Regions from separate parts of the Mus musculus genome. Here all the other regions are linked to region 4. The links are chromatin contacts, called in public HiChIP or PLAC-seq and Micro-C maps. All regions are on one chromosome and are shown on one strand. The core of a region is the stretch at or near the end of the contact, and the rest is flanking DNA. Distances in the headings are between cores, read along the strand shown.

What was found. Hi-C and Micro-C count contacts between places; a contact is called where the count stands out from the background. HiChIP or PLAC-seq counts read pairs in DNA pulled down with a chosen protein or histone mark.
Region 1: a contact with region 4 is called in an H3K27ac HiChIP or PLAC-seq map of embryonic stem cells, with 5 times the contacts expected there. The contact joins two enhancer-like sites. A contact is called at or near these places in 5 of 115 datasets of contacts at active chromatin or transcription factors (VIP interneurons, astrocytes, bone marrow-derived macrophages and 1 more).
Region 2: a contact with region 4 is called in a Micro-C map of embryonic stem cells, with 2.0 times the contacts expected there. The contact joins the promoter of 1700016B01Rik here to the enhancer-like site in region 4. A contact is called at or near these places in 1 of 39 promoter capture datasets (the SN4741 cell line), 6 of 484 Hi-C or Micro-C datasets (bone marrow-derived macrophages, cerebellum, cortical neurons and 3 more) and 13 of 115 datasets of contacts at active chromatin or transcription factors (PVALB interneurons, VIP interneurons, craniofacial prominence and 8 more).
Region 3: a contact with region 4 is called in an H3K27ac HiChIP or PLAC-seq map of embryonic stem cells, with 8 times the contacts expected there. The contact joins the promoter of 1700028D13Rik here to the enhancer-like site in region 4. A contact is called at or near these places in 1 of 484 Hi-C or Micro-C datasets (cortical neurons), 9 of 115 datasets of contacts at active chromatin or transcription factors (craniofacial prominence, embryonic basal ganglia, embryonic forebrain and 4 more) and 1 of 9 other capture datasets (embryonic stem cells).

Annotation. Positions count from the first base shown.
Region 1 is chr5:112,282,726-112,285,425 of GRCm38.p6, forward strand. All of the region lies in intron 1 of Tpst2 (protein-tyrosine sulfotransferase 2), which reads left to right. Among named protein-coding and RNA genes, the nearest start is that of Tpst2, 7.3 kb to the left of the region's middle. Within about 2 kb of position 1,371, at least 66 of the 459 cell types and tissues checked have an H3K27ac peak or open chromatin away from gene starts, as enhancers often do. A contact at or near this core is called in embryonic stem cells, where this site is marked.
Region 2 is chr5:112,154,832-112,157,531 of GRCm38.p6, forward strand. It overlaps 1700016B01Rik (RIKEN cDNA 1700016B01 gene), which reads left to right and starts at 1,396. Exons shown (of 2, transcript NR_166436.1): 1 at 1,396-1,523.
Region 3 is chr5:112,205,406-112,208,105 of GRCm38.p6, forward strand. 1700028D13Rik (RIKEN cDNA 1700028D13 gene) reads left to right here and starts at 1,358. Exons shown (of 3, transcript NR_045378.1): 1 at 1,358-1,566.
Region 4 is chr5:111,437,558-111,440,257 of GRCm38.p6, forward strand. The region is part of intron 2 of Mn1 (meningioma 1); the gene reads left to right. Among named protein-coding and RNA genes, the nearest start is that of Mn1, 22 kb to the left of the region's middle. Within about 2 kb of position 1,389, at least 12 of the 459 cell types and tissues checked have an H3K27ac peak or open chromatin away from gene starts, as enhancers often do. A contact at or near this core is called in cortical neurons, embryonic stem cells and neurons, where this site is marked.

The DNA of each region.
Region 1 (2,700 bases), core at 121-2,620, 850 kb after region 4:
CGGGTGGGGGTGGGGTGGGGTCAGGGGTCAGGACATGTGCTTTAAAATTGGAGGCAGTTTGAGTTAAGTCACAGGCGAGCCTCAAGCACCAGGCTGGGTTGTGCCGGGTCTCAGAGTATCAGGAACTGAGCACGGGAGGAAGGAAATAGTTTTTAAAAGACTTGAATTACTTCATAAGTAAAGAACCAAGAGTAGAAGTTTCTGGATGCAGCCAGAGGCGCTGGAGGCTCTGTGCCTGGGAAGTTGTGTCTGCGACAGCTCCTTTTCTCTAGTCCCCTCAGCTCCCTTAGATAACTCTGGGCACCGGACTGGGAAACCCACAGGCTGCCTACCCAGAGCCTTCTCAGGATGAGTGTCTTCATCCCGTCTCTTTCCTCCATGTGTGTCTCTCTGACATCAGAAATTGACCTCTTGCCATCTCTTTACCCATGTGTATCTATGTGTATCTATGCTTCTCCCCCCACCCCTGTGTGTGTGCTTGTGTATGTATGTGTGTGTACGTGATGAGGAGGCCTCAGAGGAATGCTGGGTGTCTTCCTGTGTTCTGCATCTTAGTTTATGAGAAAGTCTCTCACTCACCACTCCCAGCAGACTGGTAAGGCAGCAACCCCCAGGGGACCTTTCTCTTAACTCACCACCGCAATGCTACATTGTAGATGTCATGCTCCTACCTTGGCTTTTATGTGGGACTTGGGGATTTAAACCCAGGTCCTCTTGCTTGAACAATAAGCACCTCATCTACTGAGCCATCTCCCCCACCCTCCCTGTCTCTACCTGTGCCTGCCGCCCATCAGTCTCTCCTGGTCTCTATCTTGGCCATTTGTCTCTACTCCCTCACCTTAGTGTCTGCCCCCCATTGCTGTTGCTTGTTGTCTTCTTCATCTGTCTCCCCAGCTCTCATCCCTGTCTCTCTCCCACTTCCTCTCCCATTTCCCTCGACCCTGGGTGACGTCTGCTATCAGTTCCGTTCAGACCCTTCTCTTGGCTATGGGGGATGTTGATGTGGCTGTTCTCCAGGTCCCCTCCTTCCTGCCCCAGGGCTGTGGGAGGAAGAGGAAACCCCAGATGCCCCCATAGGGACGGTGAGGGAGAGAAAGGCCAAGACTCCAATACTCAGTGCGTGGATTACTAATCCTCAGGACTCCCTGACACTCACACACAGTAGGTGCTTTTTTTTACACCCCGTTCTACGATGCCACAGTGTCGCCTTTACCTCTCTGCTCAAGCACATAGTAGGCCCACAGTGGTGGCAGCTGTGGTGGCAGCAGAGGCTCCTCCTCCTCCTTTTTGGTGGGGGCAGGGTTTCCTCTGTTTAGCCCTGGCTGTCCTGTAACTTCTGCGTTGATCTGACTGGTCTTAACTCACAGAGATCCACCGGCTTTTGTCTCTGCTGCCACACCCAGCACATATCTGGATGAAGAATTTGGAGTCTGGGGAGGGGGAAAAATGGTGTTAAAAGCTGGGGCCAAGCCCTTTTTTCCTGCTGGGGGAAACTGAGGCCTGAGACTATAAACAACATGCCTACTGTTGGAGTGAAGAGTGGGGGAGGGGGGTGGAAAGCAGAGCATCAAGAGCATTTGTCCCATGGGTGGGAGAGAGGCCTGCCAGGCTGTCCAGGGGAACGCCCTCCTGGCAGGGGGGACCTACAACCCCACCCCACCCCAGGGATCCAGGCCACATGCTTCCTGCTGAAACGTTGGGTCTTAGTAAGGATGCTGGGGTAAGCCATGCTTCCTATGATAGAGCTTGCTCTCTGCGGCTAGAGCCATGGTTCAGCAGGAAGTCAGCTCCCAGTCTTCACTCCCAGAACTGGTGCTGCTGGAGACCGAGGACCGGGGGCTGCTGCGGGCACCGGAGCACCCATGGAAGACCCCAGCCCCTCACCCTCTTCCTGCTAAACCTTTTTTCACGGGTTATTCCTCTCTGAGATGCACACTGGTCCTGAAGGCTCTTGGAGGCTCCCATGGGGCCCAACTGTGCCTTGATGCCACCCCTGCTTCCTCTGCAGGACGTCTCAGGCTGCCTTGTCCCTGACTCCCTGGTTTCTGCTGTCTCTCTTGTCTTGGAAGCTGCTTTGACTTCCCACGTGATTCCCGTTCTTGCTCTCCATTCTGCCTGCTGCCTCCTTATCTGACCCATGAGTTTTTGGGCATCCGACTCCTTCGGTCTTCACCGACACCATGAAGATTGCTGGGGGCATCACCTTTAGCTCGTTCCTTGGTGTGATGTCTGAGAAGGAACCCCTCCTCCCCATTTGTGTTGGGTGGGGCCCTGTGCTGGAGCTCTTAGGCCAGGTCCAGGGCCTGTCTCTAAATTCAGGTTTTGCAGTTTGATGTGGTGTGGCTTTTGGTTGTGAAAGGTGTCTTAGTCCCTCTCGTTGCCGTGAGAGGACACCTGACGTTTGTTTTTGCCACAGTTTGAGGGTCCTGCCTGTGGTGTGGAGATGTCCTAGCAGAGCAGTATCAAGTGGCTGGTCACATTCCGTGAGGTGTGAAGGACAGGGCTCACACTGCTACCGCTTTCTCTGTTTCACTCACTCCAGGACTCTAGCCTGTGGGATAGTGCCGTCCACACTCAGGTCTTAACTGCTCAGTTAACCCAGTCCAGAAACTCCATCACAGATGTGCCCAGCGGCCTGTCTCCCTGGGGGTGTTCTCAATCCTGGCAAGTTGATCTATCAGCCCTCAGAAAAAAATAATG
Region 2 (2,700 bases), core at 146-2,645, 720 kb after region 4:
CGATGAGTTCCAGTTCCTGAGTTGTTCTGGATACAAAACAGCCCTGCAAGGCTGCCGCCCCTGCCTCAGCACCAAAGCAGCCCTGGCAGCCAGGAATGAGGCACTCAAATCCATATACAGGGAGGGTGCGGCAGGGAGACAGGACAAGGGCACCCTAGACTTGACCTCAGTCTCTTCACATGCCAGAAAGTGACTCATGACCAATAATGAAGACCCTTCGGCAGCCAAGCTCCCAGAACAACCACCTTGGTCCTTAGAAATTCCAGATCTGTGTGACTCTGGAAGCTTTCTGTGCTGCTAGAGTCCTCAAAGAGGAGAAGCCTTGATGTAAAAATACCGCCATAAGCCTATGGGCAGTTTTCTTGATTAGTGATTGATGGGGGCCCGCCCATTGTGGGTGGAGCCAGTTCATTGTGGGTGTGGTCAGCCCATTATGGGTGTGGCAATCCCGTTGTTGGTGGAGCCATCCTTGGGCTGGTGGCCCTGAGTTCTATAAGAAGGCAGGCTGAGGGCTGGTGAGATGGCTCAGTGGGTAAGAGCACCCGACTGCTCTTCCAAAGGTCCGAAGTTCAAGTCCCAGCAACCACATGGTGGCTCACAACCACCCGTGATAAGATCTGACTCCCTCTTCCGGAGTGTCTGAAGACAGCTACATATAATAAATAAATAAATAAATAAATCTTTAAAAAAAAAAAAAAAAAAGGCAGGCTGAGCAAGCCATGGTGAGGAAGCCAGTAAGCAGCACCCTCCATGGCCTCTGCATCAGCTCCTGCCTCCAGGTTCCTTCCCTGCTTGAGTTCCTTTCCCGACTTTCTTTGGTGATGGGCTGTGGTGTGGAAGTGTGAGCAGAATTAACCCTTTCCTCCCCATGCTGGTTGTGGTGTCTCATCACAACAACAGTGACTCTAAGATGCTGACCAAGGAGGTGACTAAATCCAAGCAGTAAGAACCAATCAAATGAGAAACAAGTGCTCAGAAGGGCCTTCTGTCACGCCCCATAATGTGCTTGTCTCTCCCAAATCACCCTACAAAGAATTACCCCTACTTCACAGGAGAAAAACTTGAAATTCAGAGAGGGCAAGTCATCGACCCAAGGTCACACAGTGAGTTAGATGTCTAAACTCAAACTCAGCTCTCTAGATGTCCTTAAAATGCAAGGAATTGTCCTAGAAATGACAAGTTCCAGAGAAGGTAAGACACCCACACAGACTAGCCTCTGTTTTGCACCTTAAAAGTAGGTGTCCCCTCCAGCAACCCCTCTCTCTCCACAGCCCTCCCCCACCCCCAGTACCTCCACTCTCCAGAACAGAGATGGTTGCCAAGGAAACAACATTACCAAATAAGCCCCCATTGTCTGGGGCCCTGAGAGGAAATTCATAAGCCCAACCCCTGCTCATTGACCCCTGGTGACCCCAAGGGAGACACCAACCCTCTCTCCGAGCCCCTCCCCAACCCAGCTCAGCTCAACAAAGTGCACCCCAGAGGGGGCCACAGCCAAGACAGAGCTCCCTGAAATGGCCCAGGTAACTACTAGCCTAGGTTCCAGATGCTTACCTTAGTGGTACCAGCACTTATGGCTTTGTAGGTATGTCCTACTGTGTGCTTAAGGATGCCTCCTACTGTGTGCTCATAAAGAGCTCCTTCTGTATGCAAGTGTGTGAATGTGTGTGGCAGGCAGAGGTCAGCCTTAGAGGTAAGCTAAGCTGGCCAGTGAACCCTAGCATCTGCCTGCCTCTGACTCCCTGGCTCTGGGATGGCACATTCACCCACATCTGTCTTTCATGTGAGTTCTGGGGGCCAAGCTCTGGGCCTCAGTCCTGCTGAGAGAAGCTTAAGTAGTGAGGTGTTTCCCTAGCCCCTTCTATGCCAAGACACTGTGGAAGTGAGTCTGGGGATGCAGCAAGCAAGGCTGTCACTCGAGCCAACCCTTAGAATCCAATCGAGGTACACAAGAAGGGAGGGCTGGAGGCATAGTAGGGAGAGGAACTCTTTCTCTGAGACAGAACTGGGCCCAAGGTGGTCAACAGGGCCCCATGCTTAAGCAGCTCGGCCAGCTTCAGAAAGCCCACCTCCGTGACTGCACATTTTCATCCTTGATGCCTGGTGAGGTGAGGTACCACCCATCACCTGGTGCCCTTGAACATGGATCAAGGGAACAGTAAGGAGGGCCCAAAGAGCTTGGGTTGCCCTTGCTGAAACTTCAAGGCTGCCTATTACTGCAGCAGACCCTGCCTTGTGCTGACTGTTGCACCCAGCATAGACACAGATGCGCAGGATGGAACTCATTGGCAAGAATAAGTCTAAGTTCCATCTCCAAGCCAATTGCTGTGGCAAAGGAAGGAAGGAGTGATCTGATTGGCACTGGCTTAGTGCAGGGGACACCTTCCTCCAGATGTGGGGGAGGACATGGCAGAGGGAAGGCACAGTGTGACCAGAAAGGAAACAGCTGACATTAAGGCAGAGCAACAAGTTTTCACTCTGAAAACCTTGCAGCCTGACACAGACCAGAGTGTGAGGGCCATCCTGCAGCCAAGGGCCTTTCAGGAAGTCCTCTGACTCGGGCACAGGCAGCTGGATTTACACAGGAGGATGGCAGAAACCAGGGCAAAGAAAGACTGTCAGCAGGCCCCTGGCTCTCTCGCCTGCTTAGAGCAAAGGTGAAGGGCAGGGGTTGGGGGCAGGGACAGGCCTGGAGCTTTG
Region 3 (2,700 bases), core at 108-2,607, 770 kb after region 4:
TGAAGACAGCTACAGTGTACTATTATATTACAGATTACATTTATAGTATATTGTATATTGTATCATATATATTATATTATGTTATATATCACAAATCACATATCATATATTATATTATATTATATTATAGTATATATTATATAAATTGTATATATAATAAATTAATTAATTTTTTAAAAGAACAGAGAGGAGCTCACCTAGTCCTCTGAACTGGCCCAGTTGGATCCACCCCTTCCTGCTTTGGCTTTGAGTTACAACTTCCCCGTGAAGTCACTGATTGGCCTAGCTTGAGTAGATCTTTCTTCACCCAACCAGCAGACCCACAAAGCTTTCATTGGCCCAGCTTGGAGTGACCTCTGCTTCTGTTCCTATCAACAGCCCATACTCCAACAATATGTCAGCCCCTGCCCTCACAGTGGGGTGCATCTCCAGGGAAGGACACCACAAAACATAAGCAGATTACAGAGTACACATGACATCACACCGACCCTTCAGGAGCTCAGAGTCCCAAGAATGGCTTACTCAGGCAACAGCCAAACCCAGCCACCTCCCAGAAAAGGATGGGCAGATAGGCAGACTAGAGAGGTGCCCTCTCTCTAGAAACCACCGTGGCTGCCATCACCCCAAAGCTGTCCCAGGTCCTGGCGAGTGTACAAATCAGTACCACTATTGATGTCAGTGCCAATCCACCTGCTCCTGTCACAAGACATTACTTACTGCCAGGGATGATAAATCCCAGGATGTAGAACATGCTAAAAATATTAATCTACAAGTGAAAATCATTTTAATTGGATTTCGCCCTTGGGGTCACGTCAGGGGCCGGCTTTCAATCAGACTCGTCCAGTCAGCAAAGCGGGCCCCAGCCTTCCAAATTGAAACCACGATCGGCTCGCAGAGGTTAATAGAAACTCTGGGAAATAAATAGGTTATCGATCGATCATAACCATCAGCTGGCTCGGCTTTCGTCCGTGACCTGGCCCGCCCACTCCCACAGAAAACTCCGTTAGCATCTGATTACAGATGACTCTTGCAGCACTGTGTATTAATGAGCAGCTAATGCCTGGGGATGGGGTGGGGGAGATGTTTCCTGGGAACACGGAAGTGCGGTGAGATCTGATGTCCCGTGTGGGGCCTCTCCACGGGGACCTGGAGCTAAGGGATAAATCCCGTGTCCCATAAGCTATAAGGGATAAATCCCGTGTCCCATATCCCTGCCTAAAACCATATTTATTCCTGCAATGTACCTCTGCTGTGCATGGGCTTCCAGCACGGCAGCCAGGGACACAGAGCAGCCTGCCCCTCCCCCGCCCCCCATCACAGTGGGGCAGAACACCTAAGCCCCAAGTGTTCTTTCTCTAAGGAGGCGGAGCCTTGCCCGCTCCCCACACTGTGTGAGTCCCAGGGACAAGTTTCTGGAGGGGAGTATTAGTGACTTTTTTTCACTGCTGTAACCGAATACCTCAAAGGGATGAACTCAGGGGCAGGGGCATTTCTTTGGACTCTGGGCTTGCACAGAAGTTCCCTACCTGAGAGAGGCTCAGAATGAAACTCCTTGGGACTCTAAAGGTAAACAAACCCGCAAGCCCCAGGAAGCTCTGGGTCTACCAGCTTCCCAAGGCCCCTCCCCAGGGTTAGAGAAACGGAAACAGTTGCTTGGGAAGCAGGGGAGGTTCTGCCACACCCTGCTGCAGCCTGTGGGACTCTGGAAGGTTGCTTTCATGAGCTACCTGATACCACGCTGGGTTTTCAGCGATACAATTCCTTCGAGTCGGCTACACACCTATAAGTGACCCCGATACACTCACTGGTCCCCTAAGCTGGACTTGCACGCAGTAGGCTCTTTGGCCTGTCATTGATGTCCTACCTGAGGTGAGTAGATTTTTGTTCACAGCTCCATGTAAAAAGTCAGGCGCTCAAGAGACTGACGGAGGACATCATTAGGTCAAGGTCAGCCTGGACTGTATAGCAAAACCCTGTCTGCCAAGAGATGAAGAGATGGAGAGATGGCTCAGTGGTTAAGGGCACTGACTGCTCTTTCTGAGGACCCAGGTTTGATTCCAAGCACCCACATGGTAGTTCATAACTGTCTATAACTCCAAGAACTGACACCCTCACACAGACATACATGCAGGCAAAACACTAATGCACATGTCTTAGTCGGGGTTTCTGTTCCTGCACAAACATCATGACCAAGAAACAAGTTGGGGAGGAAAGGGTTTATTCAGCTTACATTTCCACATTGCTGTTCATCACCAAAGGAAGTCAGGACTGGAACTCAATTGGGTCAGGAAGCAGGAGCTGATGCCGAGGCCATGGAGGGATGTTCTTTACTGGCTTGCTTCCCCTGGCTTGCTCAGCTTGCTCTCTTATAGAACCCAAGACAACCAGCCCAGGGATGGCTCCACCCACAGTGGGCCCTTCCCCCTTGATCACTAATTGAGAAAAATGCCTTACAGCTGGATCTCATGGAGGCATTCCCTCAACCGAAGCTCCTTTCTTCGTGATAACTCCAGCCTGAGTCAAGTTGACACACAAAACCAGCCAGTGCAGCACATAAAAAATGAAATTTAAAAAATTTAAAAAGACATGGGGGAAAGGGGAGATGAGGGAGAGGCAGGCGGGTCCAACTCTGTGATGTTAACATTGTCCTCCACAAAATTCACACCTGAGAAGCATACAAATGAGTGACCAGAATATCCT
Region 4 (2,700 bases), core at 139-2,638:
GACCAGGGATGGATGCTCTCCCTTCTTTAGAAGCCACACCAGCATGTTCTTTCACCCTCCCCCTGTCCCCATGAATATGTACTCCAGACAGCCAGGCTTGTGTCATTTTGACTGCCAGGGTGGCTTGGAGAGATCAAGGCTATTGAGGAGCCTGGAGCCGTGCAGTGTCAAGAAAGAACAGCCCGAGCACAGTGATGCACAACCCAGGGACTGAGGTTCCCCCACACCTTCCTCTAGGCCAGCTGTTCTCAACCTGTGGGTTGAGAGCCCTTCGGGGGACCAAGTGACCTTTTTCCACAGGGGTCACATATCAGATATCCTGCCTCTCAGATATTTACGTTACGATTCATAACAGTAGCAAACTCACAGTTATGAAGTAGCAAGGGAAATAATTTTATGGCTGGGGGTGACCCCAACACGAGGAACCGTGTTAAAAGGTCACAACATTGCTTTAGGCACTGTCCCCTGCCTGCCCTGGTCCTGCTAGGTAGCCTCCCACCTTGTTAGGCTTCCCCGTGCATTCTCTTGGTTTTTATTATCATTTAACAGGGTCGGGTTAGAAATCTATGTGACCAGGCTTGCCTGGCTGCATTTGAAGACAAGCAAGTACCCACAGTTTTTAATCGGGGAGGGGGTCCTGGCAGAAATCACATTAAATATATCATCATCTCTATCTCCAAATAAAGGTGGCCTCAACTGACCTGAGCACCCCCCAGCATGGGGCAGCTCATGTTCAACCTCAGAGTAGCCACCACCCCTGCCCGGTAATTGGCCCAAAGCATGCCAGCCCCAGCTGATCCTGGGGATGCCTGAGCCCAGATCTGTCTTGGGTTTGCTTGGGTGGAGCTCTCCAGGAGGAAAGCTAGAGCTGGTCTGTCTTCATTCTGTGTGCCTCTTCCCTTCTCCAGAAGGTCCTGTCTCCTTTGTGATGCTTTCTCTTCACTTTCAAATGGACCGCTAGCACCCCTGGGGTGGAGCTGAGGGGTAGGGGTGGGGGTAAGCCTTGGCTGCTCTGGGTGTGCTGGAAGAGAGCTCAGCCCTGCCCCTGCCAGGGACTCTGGGATGCGGGATCCCCTCCCACCCTCCTTATCCTTGGACACTGAGCCAAACCTGAATTGTGGAAATGGCGGTTTGCCTTAGTGGAAGGTTTTCCCTTCCTGCAGGCACTGATGGTGGCCACCACTCAGACATGATTTTGTAGCACAGGCTAGGCCTCATTCACTGTTTCAAACTGGCAGGCTGGCCAGGCTCAGGTGACGGAGGTCAGTCCTCTCTGCAGGCTATCCCAGTAGGGAAACTGAGGTCTGGCAGGCAGTACTGGGCTCAGCCTCCCAGCATCAGATAGGTAGGTTGGGTGGAGTTGGGTGCGGCTTCCCCAGGTCTCAGTCCTCAAATCTCTCTGCACGCTCTGCCCACACACCATGCCCGCAAACAAGCCCACCCAGCAGGCCCCTCCCCACAGCAACACCCCGCTCATAGCCACGCCCACACACTAATACCTCACATGCCTCGCCTCCCCCCCCACGCCCTGCCACTCACACCACCAAATTCCATAAGAGGGACCTAGCTATTCTGTAGTCACCTAGTGGGGCTGTGAGCACACAGTGGGGGGCTGCAGGCATATAGTTACTATCAGTGTCCTCATAACCGAGACCCATTTTACAGACAAACAGACTGACCTAGGCTAGCCTAGGGTAACACAAAGCTCTGGCCTGCAGAGGTCACCAAATCAGAGGTGGGTGGGGTTTCCGGATGGAGAGCTGCCAGGGCGACTGGTCTGTCTGTAATTATGGGTGCGTGCTGTCTCCAGACCTCAGTTTCCCCATCTGAGCACTGGGAAGATGGTAGTGTCAGGTCTTAGGGGAAGAAGGACCTGGTAGGGTTATCCATCCTGGGCTACGGGTAGTTGCTACCGTACACGCTTAGCCTCAGTTTCCCCATTCATTCAAGGCCTGCACTGAGGCATAGGAAGAGCCAGAATGGTGTCTGGGAGCCTGGGTTCGAATCCTATGGAGCCCCATGTAAACCACTTTTTCCCCACTGAGCTGGGTAAAGCATGGCATGAACAAGGCTAGCCTGAGCTCTTCCAGGACACAATCCATAGCCCAGTGCAGCCTGGGAAGATTTGCATTGGCAGAATCAGACCCCAGCCTCCCACCCCCAATGTGGTTTCCGGTCCCTCCCACGTGGTTTCTGGTCCTCCACCCACTGCTGGACATGGTTTCCTGTCCCTTCTCCCTCCCTCTTCAGTTGCTCAGCGATTCCCTGGGATGAGTGTCCCTGGCCTCGGGAAGCAGCCCTGGGACCAAGGTTTCCAAGGGTTCCCTTTTCCTTCTGCTTCTCTATGGAGCTCTGGCAGGGCCGGAAGGGGTCTGCAGCTTGGGCAGGGCAGCCTGTTTGGGGTCTCGTTTGTTTGGGCTCCACCGTTGTGTGAGGCCTCTTGGGGCAGGCTGGGAAAGCCAGACCTTCCTCGGTCTCATGATTTCTAGTCCGGCCCTGAACTGGGCCCAGAGTAGTTGGGAAGCCCTAGCCTACGAGCTACAGGCCTGGTGACAATGATGATGATAGTGATGATGGTGATGAGGGTGAGAGCTAGCGAGATATCTGCTATTATTATTTCTGACATCACCATAAACATTACTATCATCATCATCACAGTCACCGTCATCATCATCGCCACCGTCTCCACCGCCATCACCA